Regions from separate parts of the Gasterosteus aculeatus genome. Here region 2 is linked to region 1. A link is a contact called in public Hi-C data. All regions are on one chromosome and are shown on one strand. Each heading gives the region's core, a stretch centred on a gene start, on an enhancer-like site or on the middle of the called end of the contact. The rest is flanking DNA. Distances are from core to core; before and after follow the strand shown. Region 1 has its middle 19 kb from the start of LOC120811611. Region 2 has its middle 40 kb from the start of hnf4g.

Region 1 (5,455 bases), core at 1,862-4,361:
GTCTGAGGGAATGAATATCACTGTCAAAAACATGGAAATTGATCTCAACAGTAATATCCCCCAATTAATGTTGGGAGTTCTCTTTTTCCAGGGAGGAACAGTGCGTCAGTACATTTCTGCAGCTAAATACATGATTATACTTAAGCCCCTGTAGTTAGGTGTGCCCAATTTCCACACACTAACACAGAAGGACCCCAAGGTCACACACAGAGAGGCGGAGGGCAAAGTGAAAGACCAAGAAATGGAGAAACAGGGAAGGTGTTGTATGACCACATTTTTTTCGCTACGCTGTTCTGAAAGACATTCTGGAGACGAGGAAATCGAGCGAGTTACAAACCGGGCGACGGATAACCTCGGGGAACCTATGTCACCTACAAAGTGTCAGAGATGATGACGAGTGATCACAAAATAATGAATGTGTTCCCTTTGCGGAGGCGACGGGCTCGTACCTGCACGCGCCCTAAACATCCGGATCCAGGGAGCAGAAGGAGAATATGGGAAGTTGCGGTGGGCACCTTCTACATGTTTTTTTTATAAACTCACTCACTCACTAAAATGAAATAATATTTGGAAGATGATTTGATAAAAAGCGAATAAAAGGAGAGTTGCAGCTTCAGACTTAAATAGCAAATGATAAGGATTTGTACGTTTTATTTAAGGTTGTGACATTTTTTCATTAGTGCAAAGAAGAGCCGTGACTTTCTTACATTAAACTTGATTTACTAGACAAAAACAGATTCTGCAGGGATATTTAATGTGAATGTTTTGGGTTAGGGTTGATTTACATGTTAATATCATAATGACAAATATATACTGGAATATGAGATTTGCTCCATATTGCCCATCCTGGCTAAATAGTCTGAGCTTTCTACATCAACATCAACATCAAAATATATGCAAAAAAAACTTAATGAATCCTGATAGAGAGGACTGAATATTCTGTTCAGTCTATTCAGCTCCATTCATTCAAAACATACTTTTTATATCCAGTTTATCCATCCAGTATTTAAACTTTAAAAAAACAACTGTTTCCACATTAAAGATTCCTGACTGAGGCGTTGCAACGCAGATGTAAAGCAGAAGTAAAGCAGAAGTAAAGCAGAAGTTGTCGAAAAGGCCTCATGCACGGCAGTGAGGTTGCATTTGTAACCACACGGGCAAATGAAACACACGCATTTAGCCTCAGCTCTTCACGCTGAACGAAAACACCAAATGTATACATCAACACGGCCCTTATATTCAGTTTCCTCAGACGGCTTTTCAACAGTTTCTCCTGCCTATGCAAAGGAGTGCAGTCTCTCGCACTCCCAATCGCGGTGGAGGGATATGAGTCGCTGAATATAAATGATTGGGAGTGATTGATGGACCCTCCCACTTGCCGCCCTCCACAGACGGATAGAAATTCAGACAGGCATATGCATCTCTCCTGCTCCTTCCTGGCACCTCTTTCTCCGTCTCTCACTCACGCTGTATCCGTCTCACCCACTCACTCGCTAATCCACTCAGTCACGCATTTATATACACATGAAAACATGCTAATTCTCAACAAGTTATAAACCATTAATCATGTTTTAATTTGGGCCTTGGAGCCCAGATAAACAGTCAACAATAAAACTCAGACGCTCAAGATTAATCTCAGTTTAGTCTCAAAAAGTACTATGTGCAATATTCGCTATAATTAGCATATCATTAGAATATTTCCCCCTCCCCGTCACAGTTTATGAGAGAACCTGCCGGAAAGAACAACAATATTTTAATGACTAGCTTTCCGAGAAGTTGAACATCAACTCTGCAGACTACAGGACATGACCAGTATACATGAATAAATCAACTCAACGGACCATGAGAGTTTTCAATAAGTCACTGCAGCCATTTTAAATCCCTCAAGGTGTCGACTTTTGCTCCACGGTGAGACTTAACGCGTGACAAGTAACTGGTGAAAAACCCTTCCGACTGGTTCTGCACCATCCCGATTGACGGCACAACTCACCTGACTGTTCAATGCGTCAAATTTGACTGCGGCTCTGCCTGCACCTGGCCGTGCACTCGCTGGGGATCTTTCCCTGACAAAACAGCGAGCTGGGAAGAAATAGGAACCCGCACTCAAGAGGGCCAAACTCGAGCAGGGGGGCCTCTTTAAAACATACACAAGAATAAGAGAGTGTTTACAGTGAGAAAGTAACAAAAACACACGGCTGAGACTGGGAATATACAACGCGGTGGACACCCAAGAGCGAAGAAATAATAAGAGATAAGGCTTCATGGTACATACGGCATGCCGACGCAGACAAACAGCAAATATCTACAAAAAGGATGTATTTACCCGACTGTTTCCATCCGTTCCCCTTTCCCAAATGCCCGACTGGCCAGGTGTGTGTATGTCGGTGTGTGAGCTACCGTTGGAGGCTCTGTGTGTGTGATTTCTTCTCAGACAGGAGACTGGAAATGGGGTAGAAGCCATTACACTGAGAGAATCACCCAGAGCACCCCGAAATGAGGGGCAGGGGCCTGTCAGCACGCATGGATGTGTGTGTGTGTGTGTGCGTGTGTGTAGACAGGGTCCAGCCGGTGACCTTCTTCCAATGAGCCCCCCATGATTTATTTACTGTGCCCTTATCCAACCTCTCCCTGTACACACACACACACACGGACGGACAAAAACATGATTTCTAGTATTTCAGCGATAAGCCAGAATCTGCAAATGTGGCGTTTTTTTCTCCCCCCCCCCCCCCTCGCTCAGGACAGGACAGGCAGGAGAAAATGGTGTTTGGTGCGAGCAGAACAGATCTGTCACCCTATCTCCCGCTGCAGTACGTCTCATTTTCCCCTCCATTTCTCGAGCCTCTCGGTCCTCTCCTCGTTGTTAGCTCCTTCTCCAGAGCCAATGTCTGCCTCTCACCCTCGGTCTCCCATTCTCACCCTCGCTGCGCCTTCCCCTCTCACGTTTTGTACCGCCCCGCCTAGTCGAGATGCCGTCTCCCGCTTTTCACCCTCTCCTTCTTCTTTTCTCTTTTTCTCTCTCATTCATTCGTTTCCTGTCTCCCTCATTTTCCCTCTCGCTGTCTCTCTCTGCGAGGGGGGTGGGGTTTGGCTGTCGTGGAGCGAGATGAATTTCAGATTGCTGTCGGGGCAGCACAGCGCTCTCATTGGACAGAATGAGCCGGGGAGGAGAGGCAACGGCTGCAGAAAAGAAGGAAAAAAAAAAAGAAAAGAAAAATGACTTTTTTCTCTTCTTTTTTTTCCATTGGCTGCATATGACCATAATTGCACCCCCACACCCCGTTTCCCTCTCTCAGCAGAGCAGCAGCAGGCTCTAATTTGAACCACCGGAGCCAATTATGCAGATTAGCTGCCCTCAGGTTGACCAATGACCTTCTCCCAGCGTTTACATTTGTTTACAATATGCAAATCACCTCTGGGTTCAAAAACTTAGCTAGAGTGTCAAAACACCAATAGACGAACATCGTACTGCCTCGAAAACTCCTCACTCTCTGCCGGGACACAGGAGGACGGGCACGCGCCAATGAGACGATAAGATGCTGGTTGATGAAAGGGTTTTTTTGGGTGGGGGGGGGCGGGGTCGTACAGAAATTACTTAAAATTAAACACTTATTATCTTGCTTTGTCCTCATGTCTTCCCTTTCTTACTGACATCTTTCTTTTTGTCTCTCTGTTCCTTCCTTCTTTCTCCCTCCCTCCATGCCTCCACCCCCCCCGCCCCCCGTTGGTGGAGAGATGGAAGCCGGTCTGTCTAATTAGCTGTATGGTTTACCTTGGCTCAGTGGGGCCCGGCTGCCTTAGCCGGGTTTAAGGTTTAAACAGGAAGATGGACGGGCTGAACGCTGAAACCCTAGACTGTAATTAGAGAGGCTCACTGAGGGCACACCGCTGCTGACACAGAGCCTCTGTTCCGCCGAGCGTGTGCGCGCGCACGCACACACGCACGCACACACACACACGCACACACACACACACACGCACACACAGGAAAGCTTGGGAGTTGGACATACACACAAAATGCATGAAAACAAAAAGGTGTGGGCAACGAGTGCATCCACCCATCCAGGCACGGCCACTGGCATGAAAACTTCTGCTGTTTCCATGACAAACACACACACACGGTTTGAAATGTGCGATTGCTCTCATTTAGTTCAATCTCTTACTCAAACTCATATTTCTGCGGCTTATTTTTTTGCGTTGCAGCAAGATGTCCCCAGAACAGAGCACCAATTATGTCTTCCCCCTCACCTCCTCTATTCCAGCCGGCTCTCCACCACTTGTTCCTTTTTTAAACACTCGCTTGCTTTCCCCTCGCATCTCGTCCCGTGATTTATTACTTTTTTTCCTCCGGATTTTAATCCTCCCTCTCTCGGTTACGATCTTATGCTTTGTGGTAGAACCCATTTCTATTTTCCGTAGTTGGGCAGATTAAAAAGACACACAGCAAAAGACAATGTGACACACGAGCGTGCATGCCCGTCTGCAGCTGGTCTGATCGGGCTGTTTATTCCCCTCAAAGTTAACTTCATCAAAACAAGAGACAAAGAGACAGAGCCAATCAATGACATTCCTTAATGAAAACTGAAATGCATTTTATTCTTTTCTAATTACACGCATTGAAGCTCATAATTGAAAGAGGTGTGTCAAGACTTGAGATTAGCTCACATTTGTGCCTGTGTTGCCCTCGCTGCGTACGCATTACTGCAAAAAGCAGTAGGAGAAAGACGGGCAGACAAAGACAATTGGATGGAGCTGAATGTGGAAAAAAGTGATATCAAGAGAGGACAGAGGGACGGGGTAAAATGAGAGACAAACAAAAATATAAAGCAATGGATTGTATCAAATCTATTTTTCACTGGTATCATACTGCCCCCATCTGTTGATGCACAGAACAGCATCTACCGTCAGTCAGACGGGTGTGTGAGACGAGACCTTCGGTCCCGCGTCTTTTCAACTAGCAGCATTGACACAAACTAAAACAGTCGCACCGCATCAGGACGACACGTGGGACTTTGATCTGGGTTTCATAGTTTGACAGCGTACACTAGATCTGGTTGAGCTTATTGACTTCCCATGCAAAAGATCTAGGCAGAGATCCAGTAAAGAGAGTCATCACAGAGCCCCCCCTTAAAATTGATAAGTCTACTTTTCTTCTTTTTGATCCGTCTACAAATGTTTGACGAGTTGTCACGAATCCACGTCAGCCCAACAAACCTGCTGTTACGTTTCATTGCTAAATGGTGAGTGTTGTTTTTGAGATTAAAGTGGACCGTTATGAAGACAGCGCGTACTTACAGGTGTCAGCGTTTTAACGTGTTGTGACAACTGCGAGACATCACCGTTGTGCGTGAGGACGGCACAGACAGACGCCTCACGTTCGGTTAGGCGTCGTTCACCCACAATCAAACAGAGGATGATTAAAGAAAGGTAGATTTCATGTGCCTGCGTGAGCAAG
Region 2 (5,455 bases), core at 1,215-3,714, 360 kb before region 1:
AACATAATTAGATGGATGTAATAACAGCTTGAAAGTGGGTCAAGTAATCCTCAATAAACAAAAAAAAGAAAGTTTAATGAAGTTAGTGCACTGGACATGAAGGTTATTTTTCTCTGGTGGAAATCCCTGTTGTTGCACACACTGTACTGAAGGCAGCAAAAGCCCTGCAGGGAAATAAGGTCTTGGGTCAAATATGTTCCATTGTATATCAACGTTGACCTTAAAAAACCGAAGGCAATACAAGGAAATAAATAAACTGCTCACGCTTTTCTTTCTCCCGTACAGCTTGAAACATTCCATAGTACCTGCCGGAGAGAGGAAACAGCAATGACATACTGTACATAGTGGGGAGCAGCCCAAAAGAAGAAGAAAAAAAAGAAGAAGATGTAAGCTCATTACCGGGACAAGTTTAAAAACGTGAGAAAGTGAGAAAGAAGAAAAGTAAAAGTTAAGCACTTTCTGAGACTTCGGCTTCCTTTCTATCTATCTTGAAGAGTTTACCCCCCCCCCCTGCCGTCATCACCACCACCACCACCACTAGCACCTGCAACCCGCCCCCTCCCTCTCTTACTCATTCTCTTGCTTCGCTCTCTTTGAGTTAAGGAGGGTAAGGTAATCGTAATGAAATGACCCCGCGAGGCACGATGGCAGCCCTCGCCTGATAAGTTATTCCTGACTGGCTTTTAAGCTGCTGTCAAGCAATTTCCCTTGAAACCTCGCTTTGTTTTTTAGGGATGGCGTGTGTGTGTAGTTGTGGTGCGGGTGGTGTGTGTGTGTGTGTGTGTGTGTGTGTGTGCGTGGGGGAGGGGGTAGGGGCGGGGTGGAGGGGGGTTGCTTTGACAACCCTGCTTCTCTCCCATGAGGGGTACAGATGACAACCTTAAGGTATGTGTGGTATGTGTGGATGCAGTGGGAGACATCTCACAGATGACAATCCCGCTAATTGAAATGACAGATTATTCTAATGTGCAGAAAGTCATTAAAAAGCCAGCCGTCGTTTTTCTTGCTTTTTTTTTTCCCTGTTTCCCCTCGCTGAGGATATTTCTGCCTGCTAGTCTGAGCTGGAGAATCTGCACTTGAAGGAGATGTTAGCTTTCCTTCCTTCAAGCTCATGATTATTACCGGGATCACCTGCCACATAGTTAACATCCACTAGACACTTTTCAAACTTTCACCGAAGAGACTAGTCCTGCTGACAAAGTGACAAAGTTTGCAGGGTTGGACGGTAGATTGTGGCTTCTGACGTGCAGCCGTCTCTGGGTAAACACACTACTTGAATGGGTCGCCAATTGATGTATAATGTTAGAAATTATCCAGGCTATGTACTGTGCATCTATATCACTTTGAAAAAAAGACACACGCCAAAATCAATCTGAGCCTGCAGAACCTTGAAGGTGAAGGTCAAGTGTCTAATTGTGTTCCTCATCCCTACTGCACCTTTCTGCAAAAGCAGCAGCTGACAAGACACACAGAGACGCAATACAGCTCTGCATATTTGAGATGCAACAACAAAAACAATAAAGCATGCTTAGCAGCGAATTCCTGCAATGCATGGCCTAATCCTTACCCCGAACAGTCTGTCTTGGTTGGCGTTGTGATAACGTTTTCCCAGACTCTCTGCGGGAGACATACTGTTCATTTCTGAGTCAAAGACTCGTCAGCACATTGACAAGGCTCGGAGATTATGAACACAAGGCAGACAGGTACAGTACATTTCTTTGTATCCAAATACTCTAGTCACAAATACCCAACTGTTTTTCAATTTCCCATTCCTCGCCATTTTTTTTTTTTTTTGTTGTTTTTTCTTTCTTTCCACTCAAGCAGGCAGGCTACATTGATACGGCGTCACGATATCCTAAAACATTCCGCTGGCTGATATGGAATTTCTCCCAGACTGCTTTGGAACAGATCCAGACAGCTAAAACACCAACCGGGGACACATTTTCCATTTCTCTCCCACGTCTCCTCTCCTCCTCTCCACCTACTCCTCTTCCATTGACATTCAGCGGAGGTAAATATTTAACAGCATGCTATTGAGTGCCGTGTGCAGCGTGGCGCAGGCCGGGGTCTGCGGTAGAGATATGTATATAGACAAGACTGTTTTATTAAGAGTCGCTGCAGACATATTAAGGTAAAGTATGCCTGACACCTGGGGAGGAAATTGCCAGTATATGACACTATTCCTCAATACTGTGGCAGCTTGCCTCACTGCAATTTTGCACAAGGCGAGTGACAGAGAATGACATGCAGAGAGGGAGGGAGAGGGACCTGGAGCGAGATGAAATAGGGAGAAAGTGTGCAGCGCGGTTCGAGGCGAAGGGGTGTGTCTCCGAGTGTGTGCCAAAATGAATGTGTGTGTGTGTGTGTGTGTGTGTGTGGGTGGGTGGGTGGGTGGCATAGTGGTGGTGACATGCAGAGTTTGTAATTGCCTTACCCCATGTGAAGGATTGGCCTGGAGATAGCCGGCCAGGTAAACAGCCCTACGTTAGCTGTTTGTGAGTGTGATGGAGGGAGAGGGTGTTGGTGTGAGTCGCACGGGCAAGCACACCGCGGGTATAAAGACACGCCGACCAGCGCAGAAATAATAACACTTGACTTGTGAGGACCTGCAGACGACCACATTAATAACTCCTCAGCTCGTGGTGGCAGCCATCATTTTGAAAAACACCAGAGACTGTGAGTGGAAGTGTTCCCAGACACAAGTAACCGATTTCAGACTAGCAATCAAAGACTCTTTTAAAAATAACTCACATTTTATTTATTAACGTAATGTATTAATCATATTTCCATTTGCCGCAAGAATACGTGTTTTAGTTTGGCGGTGCGGCTCTGCTCATGTGATGCCGGAGCAGGCTCGACACACACTGTCCCTGAGCTCTAACCCCCCCCTCACCCCCATCCGGCCCCCCTGGCAGGGCCTGAGATACACAACCACATCAACACGCATAAAAGAAGCCTATAGAGTCCATAAGGCGAAGTTGCCAATGCTTGAGGAGAGGTTTGTGCTTTTGAGCAGCGGAGCATCAGCGAGGATACAGACCTCCGCCTTGTTGAGCGTAGGATGAATGAGTGGCAAATGTTTACATGGACCACCTGCTGGAAGAGAGACGTTGTGGATAAGCAGTCTACGGAACACGACTAGAAAATGACTTTTGTGCTCCGTCTCTTTGTCTCGTGTTGTTGTGGTCTGAATTCTGTTTCAAAGACCCTCCTGCACAGACAGATATTATGTTTATTTAGATTAAACGAAATGTCATTTGAAAAATCTTCCTTAAAACATGTGTAATATGTGAGCTATAGTAGAATCATGTTAAACACAACCGTTGTACTTACCATTACAATCATATCCCGTCACGCAGAGGTCATCTCGCCTTTTTCTATTCACACACACGCACAGATCCAACAGGGTCTTTGTAGTTTGATGAAAAAACTGACTGTAATGCTAAACATTTGTTACTGCAGCCTTCAGCACATCATATCGATATCCTAGTAGTTGCTGAAGAGTGTTCGGTGACTGTATAAACTTCTCACTCACTGTTTAATCATTACGCTGTTTTCAAAGAAGTTACCGTGTTCGTGTTGGTCTACCACATAAACACACTACTCCAATCTGAACTTGCCCGGACACAATGATAAAGACTCACATGCAAACCGTAGTAGGAATACTAGAAAAAAGGGCAGTTTCAGTTCTATTTGTTGCATCCAGAGGGCACTGTTGCCTACAGGCTCAGCCCCATTGGAACTGCACCCCTTGTGCTGTTTGATGGCCTGGACCTCCCCTTGAAAAGACACCATTTCCCGTAATTACATTCTAATTAAAAAGAACAACCTAATTAACCTAGGAAATGTATTCCGTAATTCGGTAATATTAACATGATCATCCCTGTGCTTGTAAATGATTGGCGATAAAAGCAACAGCAGAAATTAATGCCACTTACTAATTAAAATGGGGAGATAAACACTGGCTTGTGAAAACGGGGGGAAATTGGGAGCGACTTTATAGTTTTAAGTAGTTTTATTATTAGCCGTGTCAAATATGAACTTGAGACATCCTATTTTCTTTGAAGACCCAAAGCTGTGATTGGGATGAGCGGAGCATCACACGGCATGCTTTGCTCCCTGCCAACTCCCCAAAGAGACAGATACTCAAGTGCTGCACTATATCTTAAACATGCAGAACAGGAGCCGCGCAGAAAGCGATACCCCGGATCAATTTGCTGTCGTAAATTCTTCATAATTCAATAAAAAAAAAAAACACAGCACAGACTTTGTGTTAACTAATACGTTTCCAACTCACGCATTTACCATCGCCTCCTTTTAGTATGCCGAGACACGCCGTCGTGCGGCGGAACGGCAGCACTCGACTGCTCCTGACTTGTGATTCGAAAATTGAACCAAAGGACAAAGAGGTGAAGCGACGATGAGGTGTAGAGACACAGGGAGAGAATAAAAAAAAAAAAAAGGGAAAAAGAAAAGCCCCGGATAGTAGCCGCACTCCTGTGGCTCATCACCACCACCTATTCCCACTTGGCAATATATCTGTCAAAGCCCTCATCACCATCACAAGGCAGAGTCTTCCACCGATAACGACCCATTTAAAGTAAATAGCTCGGATCATCAGTATAGTAACCATTATCATAGATATATAGCCAAGCATGTGACTACTGAGGTGTTACCAGCATGCCGAATGTTTGTAATATGTGTGTTTGTGGATGTCCTAAAACATCCATTGAGACAGAATTTAGAAGCGTACAGCTACAGCCTCTGACTTGAACTGAACTTTTCTGAGAAAACAGTCAATGCTGCTCCTCAGATATAGATTCTGTGTGATGCATCAGTCCAAAAGACTGATTCAAAGTGCATGAATATTTAATTTACCTTGAGGTTCATTTACAAAGTATCTTGCCAGAGGTGATTGAGAAAATACAATAATAAGAACACTACACATGAGGTTTTGCGCATTGAAATATTTAATTGATTCTCACAACAAAAGGATTACAAACACATTCCTAATCTTTCTGTGAAGTTCATGTTTAAGTTTGAGGGGTTCCAAATAAATCCAGGTGATTCCTGAATACGTTACAATGTATAATTCCTGAATATGTTTTGGCATAATGATTATGCTTCTTTCTCGAATCACACTACTCAGATGGATATTTTAGCAAAATTGGATTGATGGAATTTTAATGTGTTCGTGTTCCTTTCACTTCAATACGTTTTTACTCATGCCAAGTAAGTGTAGTACAAAAAAAAGACTGTAGATGAATCTGCTCTTATATCTCTACACATTGTGAATATTAATCTACACTTTTCCAGATTCCAGTAATAAAATTACACATATGTCCGTGTGTAGAAATAAATGAATGCACGTGTTGTGCATTAGCATAATTTCATGCATATTGCATGTATCAAGTATTGCATCTTTTAGTGGTGGTCACATTCAATTCAGGGGCAG

What was found. A called contact is a pair of places that touch in the nucleus more often than the background predicts.
Region 2: a Hi-C map of liver shows a contact between it and region 1, with 7 times the contacts expected there. The contact joins two enhancer-like sites. A contact is called at or near these places in 3 of 6 Hi-C or Micro-C datasets (liver and skeletal muscle).

Annotation. Positions count from the first base shown.
Region 1 is chr21:12,230,312-12,235,766 of fGasAcu3.hap1.1, reverse strand. No RefSeq gene overlaps it. Among protein-coding and RNA genes, the nearest start is that of LOC120811611, 19 kb to the right of the region's middle. Within about 2 kb of position 3,111, at least 1 of the 9 cell types and tissues checked has open chromatin away from gene starts, as enhancers often do.
Region 2 is chr21:12,584,735-12,590,189 of fGasAcu3.hap1.1, reverse strand. No RefSeq gene overlaps it. Among protein-coding and RNA genes, the nearest start is that of hnf4g, 40 kb to the left of the region's middle. Within about 2 kb of position 2,464, at least 1 of the 9 cell types and tissues checked has open chromatin away from gene starts, as enhancers often do.